Regions from separate parts of the Sus scrofa genome. Here region 2 is linked to region 1. A link is a contact called in public HiChIP or PLAC-seq data. All regions are on one chromosome and are shown on one strand. Each heading gives the region's core, a stretch centred on a gene start, on an enhancer-like site or on the middle of the called end of the contact. The rest is flanking DNA. Distances are from core to core; before and after follow the strand shown. Region 1 holds the start of SAMHD1 (deoxynucleoside triphosphate triphosphohydrolase SAMHD1-like). Region 2 holds the start of RBL1 (retinoblastoma-like protein 1).

Region 1 (4,908 bases), core at 709-3,208:
AAAATCAAACAAAAAAGAAGGTGTCTTTTTAATACTGTAAAGGAGGGGCAAGCAGAGATTAAGTAAAATCTTTGCAGGAGAAGTGACCCCAGCCCGACAGGATATTGTCCCACTGTGGTCAACTGGTTCCCTGGAGAAGTTAATCACGGGGCATATTCCACTTTTTTAGTGTTTGCTCTAGGTTGGGGGCAAATAAGAGTTCAGAGGTCAGTAGAAGAGAGAGCAGACTGACTAAAGTGTAGTCAAAACAAAGCAGGTAGTAAGAAATGTACAGTTATGAATACTTGGTCAGTTTCTACCAATTAAAAGCACATAATGCCCTCCGCTAGTATTTGACTGTGGGTCAAGAGGACAGATCATCATGAAGACTGATGAATCTACAGGACACCACCGAAAGAGAGAATCAACAATATAGGCAATCATATTTTGAAGACAATAAATAAAAACAACTTCATCCCCACCTATTGCTACTCAAAGAAAAATTTCATTCCCAGAAGTGGTGGAGAACAAAAGGGAAAAAGGAAAAAAAGAAGTACAATTTCCTACACCCATTAAGCTATCTTTAAATTTAAATCTTCAACCACTAAAGTTCCTCCCACCCTAGTCCCCTAGCCTAAGCAAATAAAGCTCCACCCTACAACCGCAAAAGTTTGCTGAATTTGCAAATCACATTCTCTTCCTATGGAACACTTCAGAGGGTAAAGAATAGGTTAAGCCTCACACCCCTTACGGGAAGTTGAGTAGATTTCAAGCAGATGGATACTTGAACCTGAGCCAGTAAAGTCGCACACCCAACCCACACATCTCCCCCGTGTGATGCGGCCAAGTTGTGGGCTCCTGGGAGTTCACTGGTCAACTGAACCACCCGACCGCTCTGATTTAGGGAGGGAAACTGCTTTTGGAGAACAAAACATGATCATGGCCAAGCTCTGCAAGTACAGTCATCAAGCATGTATGTATTGAGCCCAACTGGGATGCTAAGGTAGGTGATGGGGATTCAGAGATGAGGAGAAAAGTTCTTTCCTCTTTAGAAAAATCCCAAGTTGGGAGGGGAGCAGAGGAAATAGAAACTTTAAAGCACCCAAATATACCCTCCTCACGTGGCAAGTGTTCATGGAGCTGCATCAGCAGAGCGCGCTCGGGAGACAGCAACTCTCCCTCCCACCAGGCTCTCCGAACTGAAAAAGGGAGCTGAGTCCCGCGTGTCCGGCGCCGGCGGGGCAAGTTCCTGAAGAAGGCCACCAGAGTCAGACCAACTGCCACCCCCAACCCTAGGTTCGCAATCCCCAAAGTCTGCTTCATTCCTACGGATCCCCGACCCCAGACGCCCCCCCCCGCCCCTTTCTCCTTCATCCATCACTCCTGGGAGCCGCCGCCTCAGTCCACCCCTTTGGGTGCCTCCGGCGTAAAGTTCCCTTCCTCGCCTCAGGCTCCTTTCTCCGAGTGCTCGCCCCCTCAGGTTTCCGTTCTCCGCCTCAGGTCATCCCTCCTGGGCGCCCCGCTTCAGGTCCACCCCTTCTGGTGCCTCCCGCGTTCGGGCTCCCTCGTCCACTTGGCTCCTCTTTGAGGCCCCACGCTCATTACCTCAGAGCGCCCTCTCCTCAGGTCCGCTGGCCCCACCTCGGGTCGCCGCCACCCCCCCCCCCCCGCCGCCCCCGGCCCCTCAGCCCTCCAGCCCTGCTACCTCGGCAGCGTTCCAGCAGTTCAGAATCGCCGAAGCCACTGCGATTTAGGAAGCCGCACACCTGCTCCGGGCCCCAGGTCCGGTGGTCAGGGTGGAGGTTGGGGCCCAGGGACCTCTCTGCCGCTGCTGGAGGGGTGTTTGGCGGGGTTGTCGGGCTGCCATCGCACCGGGGTCGCTTGGAGGGCTGCTGGGAGTCGGCACTCTGCATGGCTACACCCAGCAACCGGCTCAGCACAGCCTAGAACCCCGGCGCTCTACCCACGCGCAGGCGCACTGACAGTCCGGCGCCTACCGCGAGTCAGCTAAGTACTGCCAGCCCCCAGGCCTCCCGCGCAGGCGCACTGACAGCTCGCACCTTGGGACCAGGCCGGCCACCCATCTCAGCACCCCCACGCCCCCCAGCCCTCGCGCAGGCGCAATGACCGTCCAATGGCCCTAAACCCCACCCGCACGTTTTCGATAAAGGGAGTGAATGGAGGCCGAACTGAGGGAGGTGCTGGTAAGGGCGGGGGAGCCTGGAACGAGTGTGCCTGGGACGTCCCGCTACAGTCCAGAGCAGGGGCTCTTCTGGTGAACTGAGCTAATGAGTACCCCAGGCTTACCCTTGGCGGTGTTTCAGATACCCTAAACTTAAAAAAAACCCTCAAAGGCCTTAAAGTTGCCCCTGTCTTCCCAATTAAGAGAAAAATTGGCAGGAAGCTGAACTGGAAGATGCTGGAATGAATTCAAATCTGATGTGAAGGTGTTTTCTTACATTTTACTGTTGTAGAATTCCCAGAAATCACGTCAGAGGACACCCCAGGAAGATGGAGAACAGCTTTATTAACACTCGTGGGTCCACGGGGGAATTGCTTCCCAATCATGGACCCCAAAGAGAAAGGGAGAGATATAGTGCTTGCTGACATGTTTTACATGCTACATTAACTTTTAATTATGTGCAGGATAGAGAAAGATGTATAGCTGTGCAAAATGTCTTACATTGTTACTCTGATAATTAACCTCAAGTACAATCCAGCTATTTTCAAATATCCTTAGAACAATTGGGGCCTGGAGTTTCTCAAGTCCTAGAGACTTTGCTTTTCTCAGAGCCCTCATATGGGTCAGCTTAAGTTAACCAAGATGGACGATGGTGGCAAGATGGCTCTACTCTTGTCAAGCTCCCTATTCTCTTTTTCCACACCCCTACATTACCAGTTTTTAAGATATGCTGGGCAGAATTCCCGTCATGGCTCAGTGGTTAACCAATCTGACTGAGGACCATGAGGTTGCAGGTTCGATCCCTGGCCTTGCTCAGTGGGTTGAGGATCCGGCGTTGCCGTGAGCTGTGGTGTGGGTCGCAGACTCGGCTCGAATCCTGTGTTGCTGTGGCTGTGGCACAGGCCGGCGGCTACAGCTCTGATTCCACCCCTAGCCTGGGAACCTCCATATGCTGTGGGAGCAGCCCTAGAAAAGGCAAAAGGACAAAAAAAAAAAAATATATATATATATATATACTGGGCAGTTAGAGGATCCTGGGGATGCCTGTCTGTGAAGTTTTAGCCTATCTTCAGGTTTCCACACATGAGCAGACTTCAGACTTCTAAAAGAATTCTCAACCCTTCTCTCCATTCCAACTCCCTGCCCAGAGGAAAGGAAGTGGCCAATTTATTTTCAAGGACTTTTACTACCTGCTGGTAACAGCTTGTGGAAATAGCAGGGATCTTCCTCTCATTTTTGCCACTCTGAGGCAGGACACAAACTTCTCTATAAATCCTGGTTTGTGCAATTAACTGGTAAAAGAACTACTACTACCAATACAAGTTCCTGTCAACCCAGCCATAGACCCATCTAGGAGATACAGGGTGAATGAGATAGATTATCAGTAAGCAGCGTAAACTAATCAGTGGTCTAGCATTGAGCAAAATATTTTGAGCAAACTCTTAGTGTTTTACTGTGTGCCAGATACTGTTCTAAGGGCTTTACAAATATTAATTCATTTAAGTATCACAATAACCCTGGAGTTCCCATCGTGGCTCAGCAGGTTAAGAACAGGACTAGTATCCGTGAGGATGCAGATTTGATCCCTGGCCTTGCTCAGTGGGTTAAGGATCTGGTGTTGCCTCAAGCTGCAGCGGAGGTTGCAGATGCTGCTCAGAACCTGCTCAGATCTTGCACTGCTGTGGCCTAAGCCGGCAGCTGCAGCTCTGGTTCAACCCCTCATCTGGGAACTTACATATGCTGCAGGTGCGGCCCTAAAAAGAAGAAAAAAAAAAAAGTATCGCAATAACCTTAAGATGTAAGGAACTGAAGTACAAGGAAATAAATAAGTGTCACACAGCTAGGATTCAAGCCTGGATTCAAACCTAGGCAATCTAGCCTGGCTCTAAGGCCCATGCTCCTAATTGCTTGCCAACAATTGCTTGGTAATGGAGGGTTTTGTTTTCCTTCTTTCTTTTCTTTTTAGGGCCACGCCCACAGCATATGGAAATTTTCAGGCTAGGGGTCAAATCAGAGCCACAGCAATTAAGGATCTGAGCTTCATCTGTGACCTACACCACAGCTCACAGCAACACCAGATCCTTAACCCACTGAGCAAGGCCAGGATTCCAACTCACATCCTCATGGATACTAGTGAGGTTCATTAATGCTGAGCCAGTGGGAACTCCATCCTTTTTTTTCCTCTTTGGCCATGCCAGGGGCGTGCAGAAGTTCCCAGGCCAAGGACTGATTCATCGTCACAGCAGCTATTTGAGCCGAAGCAGTGACAATGCTGGATCCTTAACCCACTGTGACACAAGGGAACTCTAGTAATGCGAGTTTTGATTTAAAACTATTTTATGGGAGTTCCCGTCGTGGCGCAGTGGTTAACGAATCCCACTAGGAACCATGAGGTTGTGGGTTCGGTCCCTGCCCTTGCTCAGTGGGTTAACGATCCGGCGTTGCCGTGAGCTGTGGTGTAGGTTGCAGACTCGGCTCGGATCCCGCGTTGCTGTGGCTCTGGCATAGGCCAGTGGCTACAGCTCCGATTTGACCCCTAGCCTGGGAACCTCCATATGCCGCGGGAGCGGCCCAAGAAATAGCAAAAAGACAAAACAAACAAACAAACAAACAAAAAACTATTTTATGTTAGTTAACCCAAAATTTTCAATTGCTTACTTGTCCCCTAGACCTGTGAGGGGAAGTACAGAGAAGTCACCTTGACCTCAAGCTGTATAGAAGGGCCAGGACCGGAAAAACATAACTTT
Region 2 (4,436 bases), core at 704-3,203, 110 kb after region 1:
AGAACACAAGTAGGAACAAGCTTGGCATATTCAAGAATCTGAAAGAGGTGCCTAGTTTAATGCCTTGATCATTGCTGAGACTGCATTCGGTAATGCTTATTCAATGAGAGACCAAATGAGGACTTGAGATGTCAGAAATAGCTTTCTCAGGGGTATGAGAACTCATTCTGAGGGCAAGGAAGTGGGTACACTCGGATGGAATTTTGAGGTACAATTAGGAGTTTTCCAGTTGCTGACAATCATTCAGGGCTGGGGGAAATCAGTGGAGTAAAGATAGGATGGTGGGGGAAAAAAAAAATGACTTTCTCAGACTTGTAAAAAGTTTGTTTTCAATCAAGAGGCCAATCTCCCGTATCTTCTATTTTCTTATTCCAGTCGTGCCACCCAGAGATGCAGATCACTGTCCTTTATCCAATCTATCCAGTCCTATCCTGGAGACATACAAGAGTCTCTCTTCTTCTCCTTTATATATAGACACACATATGCTTAACTCCAAATTTCCAACTCTATGCCTTTGAACCCAGCAATTAATTACTGCCCTGGGCAATGAGTCAGTATGGCACTCTGTGTGAGTCCAGCCCTCCCGAATCAAGGAAACGTTTGATCATAAGGCCTCTGGAGTAATTGTGAACAGTTCCATCACAATTCTATCTCTACGTAGGCTTACCACTCGACTGGGTGCCTATCATAATTAGTGAGAATGATTCTGGGTAAGACAGTCCTCTGGGCCTTGATGTTATTACCTGAAAAGCAGGTTTAAAACTCATTGCCCTGCCATGTTCACAGAGCTCTCATGAGAACTAAATGCAAGAGTGATTGGGGGAAAATTCGAATGATAGCCTACATTTATTTTGTTCAGAGACAGACACTGTACTTCGCATTGGGATAATCTAATTATCCCCATCTGAGAGGAGAAACCTGGGGCGGAGAGATAAGCACTGTGTGCACACTCGATAATAATGTGATCAAACTGCTGCATAGTCTACCGCAAGGCGAGCAACCAACACCTTGAGGCGGAAGGTGAAGAGGTTGTGGTTCCGGCTCCACCACTACCCGTGTGACCCTGGGTAAGTAGCTTAACCACTTGAGGGCTCAGCTTCCTCAGCTGTATAATGGGGATCACGGAACATGTTCAAAGGGTTGTGGCGAGAACTAAGTAAAATGACAAAGCGCTGCGCAGTGGCATCTCAGCACACAATTCGTTTAACCTTTCACCATTACAGAACTTTTTTTTTTTTTATACAAACTTAAGAGCAGTCCCATGAGTTTGCGGCGCAGGTCTGGGGTCTAGGGAGCCCCTGAGTGGCGTGACCCTGAACCAGCTGCTCCTTTTCCGGACTTCGATTTCCCGCCTCAAAATAAGTGGCGAGATTGATCTACACCCGCCCTTCCAGTCTCGAACTCTTCGGCGCCGGGATGGGCAGAGACCCTTCCCGGTGGGGAAACTCCCACCGCCCTACTGGGTGGGGTGGGGCGGAGCAGGGGTGGGGCCTGGCGAGCTCGGTCGTCCGCCTCACCTGCCGCCGCTCACCTCTAGACTGTAGGTGCCCCGGATGGCGGTGAAGTCGTCCAGGGCTTCGGCCGCGCTCCCCTCGTCCAGGTTCAGCTCCTGGCACAGAGCCTGCAGTGCTTCTCCGGCCGCGGCGACCACCGCCGCCCCCTCGGCGCAGGGATCTTCCTCGTCCATCCCCTCAGGCCCGGCGGGCGGCGTGGTCACAGCCCCGGCTCCTTTCTCCTTCCTGGGCGCGCTACCCACAACCTCCCGCGCCAAAGCGCGCGAAAATCGCGGGTTGTAGCACTACGTCTTTTTGATGGTCTGCATCCGCGTTTCTCCTGAAAAAAAGTCCGTCTTTCCTCCAGGGCTCCACGCTGCCCCTTCCAGAAACATGCTAAGAAGAAGGAATTTAGAGTCTAAAAAACCTGGACTTGGCCCTTGGCAGGTAGCGGTAGACACAGCCGGCGGGACAAATTGGGTGCGGAGGGATCGGCAGTCCGCGCGCAGAGTCTGCTGGGAGTGGTAGTCCATATCCTGCCTTGGAGCGGGCGGCGGGATTGGGCTCCGTGTTGCGGGGTGGCCTTGTTAATTTTAGAGAGGTCTCCTCTGCCCCACCAACCCGTGGGCCTGGGTTTGTCACTGCCGCGGGGCGCCAAACACAGACTAATCCAGAGTTGTCCCTTGAGTTAGGAGTTGGAGGAAATCGAAAAATGTCCGTCTACAGAGAGGGCTAGGAAAGGCCTGTCGGACCCTCCTCAGTGTCTTTAGCACCTAGTGAATGGTTTTTTGAGCGACTGAAGGGTTGGTGAGGCAGGGGTATTAGGGGACCCCTATCCATCGCTTCTTGAACTCCAAATGAGGCTTGACCTGGGCTAAAAGAGCTGCAGTAAGGGGGCACTTTCTCAGCTCCCTGCTCCCTGGGAGCTGGGTCCCTGGAACCTAGTAAAAATCGTCCTTCCAGACTTAGGAGTGACCAGAACATAAACCTGAAGGCATGGAACTGGTCTTAAAGCTGACCCTTCTGCTCCAGCAAGACCCCTTTCCCATGAAGAGCCAGAGTGATCTTTTAAAAAGGTAAATAAGAGCATAGTCAATCATTTAGGATCCTTCAGTAAACCCTTTGCCCTTAAAGTAATGTCCAAAATTCTTTCCATGGCCAGTAAGGCCCTATGTAATCTGGCCCCACCTCATCTAGGGGAGCGTCCCCTTCTCCAGATATATAATAAGATCCAGCCTCACTGCTTTGTTTTGGAACCTTGGAAATGCCAAGCTGCCAAATTAGTTCTTTCCACAAAGACTTTCTCACATGGTGGTCAAACAGCCCCTCTATGCCAGGTCTTTTCTTGTCTGCCTCATCCTCATTCAAGTTCAACTAAAAGGCACCCTGTCAGGGCATCCCTGAGCACTTTATTTCAAATAGCTGACTCTCATCTTTTCCTCCACCATATTTGTCTTCATAGCACCTTATCATTATCTGAAATTATCTTTATTCCCTGGTTCTTCCTACTAAAATGTGAGTTTCATGAGAGTAGGGCCTTCCTTTTGAGGCAGAGTACTAACTCATGTAGTCAGTGTAGGAGCATGGGCTTTGATGCATTCTTTGATATGGCTGTTGATTAACATTTGTGGTTTAAGGGCTCCAGAGAGTAATTCCCCACAGGCCTTGTTTACTATAGGAAATGTGCCTCTCCCCATAGGGACCTTAATCTCTAACCCACTCCTCAACTGATAGAAAAGGAATGAGAGGAATGGTAACTTAGTCCAAGGAAAGAGGACAAAGAAATCATAAAACACATGGGATAGTTCCACCCCTAAAACTCCTATTGGACAAGGACTGATATAGGAAACTTGGCAAGGCCAATGGGAGAAAACCCCATCTTTCTGGACCCCATGTTGGTACCCCCCCCCCCCGCCATCTTTAAGGGATAAAAACTCTTATAGGACAATACAGAGTGGGTGGCTCTTCTGCCCCTTCCCAGCAGCCTGGGAGCTATTTGCTTTCCTGTAATAAAGACTGCTTGCTTGCTGCCTGTGTGTTCCCGGAGTTCATTCTTTGACTGCGTGAACAAGAACCCAGATTCTGGTAACATCTTTCCGGCATCACTTTCATGTTCACTGTATTTCAGAGTTTAGATTAGTGACTGACTCCTGTAGTTGGCGCTCAGTACTTAGCATGGTGTGTCTGAAAAATTACAAAGAGCCCATTGTTGCTTAGACAAGGGAAGGAGTCACCAGAGATGAAAATGGAAGACAGGTCAAGATAGGTTGCCTAGGACCGCATGAGCCTGGACGTAATCAGTGGGGGTTAATGAATGGAGGTGAATGATCAGTATGTGTTTTGGACAGGTTCCTCGGGCTGCATTGTCACATGTGCATTGGATGGGGTAGAGACTAGAGATCTGGGGTTGGGAGCCAGGTTAGTGTAGAAAGGAGACAGCCTGGACAGATACGACTTTGTCCTAGAACTGAAGGGACCACTGCTGAAGAGGAGAAATCTCTAATAACATAGGTTTCCATCTGGGCCCAGAGGTTGAAGTATGATACTGTCAACTAGAATGGGCATACGAGCAGAGGGATGAGACCAGTCCTGGAGTTGTGTGTATGAAATGCTTGAAGGAAGTTTAAGAGGTGGCTCTTGGGACCTGGAAGACCTACATTCCCTACACATAAAGGGGGTAGAACTTGGGAACCAGCGGCAAGGTGGGTCTCACATGAGTAAAAACTCAAATTCCCCCAAAAAACTCAAATGGAACCACCCCTGTGGTATTGCCACTTCTGCTTTCTTCTAGAAGCTAGCGCTGAAGCTGACCTCAGGACTATCTTATTTTCCGAAAGGTATGTTGGCACATAGTGTGTGCGTAGACTCACCTCCTTTGAGCTTTTACACAGAGGATTTGTTGCAGGCAGTTTAGGGGAGGTTTGTCTCCAGGGCCGAGAGGTC

What was found. HiChIP or PLAC-seq counts read pairs in DNA pulled down with a chosen protein or histone mark.
Region 2: an H3K27ac HiChIP or PLAC-seq map of alveolar macrophages shows a contact between it and region 1. The contact joins the promoter of RBL1 here to the promoter of SAMHD1 in region 1. A contact is called at or near these places in 1 of 5 promoter capture datasets (liver), 1 of 47 Hi-C or Micro-C datasets (epiblast stem cells) and 1 of 2 datasets of contacts at active chromatin or transcription factors (alveolar macrophages).

The regions. Positions count from the first base shown.
Region 1 is chr17:40,169,919-40,174,826 of Sscrofa11.1, forward strand. It overlaps SAMHD1 (deoxynucleoside triphosphate triphosphohydrolase SAMHD1-like), which reads right to left and starts at 1,959. Exons shown (of 16, transcript NM_001292105.1): 1 at 1,685-1,959. The coding sequence starts at 1,892.
Region 2 is chr17:40,277,365-40,281,800 of Sscrofa11.1, forward strand. It overlaps RBL1 (retinoblastoma-like protein 1), which reads right to left and starts at 1,954. Exons shown (of 22, transcript XM_021077346.1): 1 at 1,532-1,954. The coding sequence starts at 1,687. LOC110257355 (a long non-coding RNA gene) reads left to right here and starts at 965. Exons shown (of 3, transcript XR_002339844.1): 1 at 965-1,067.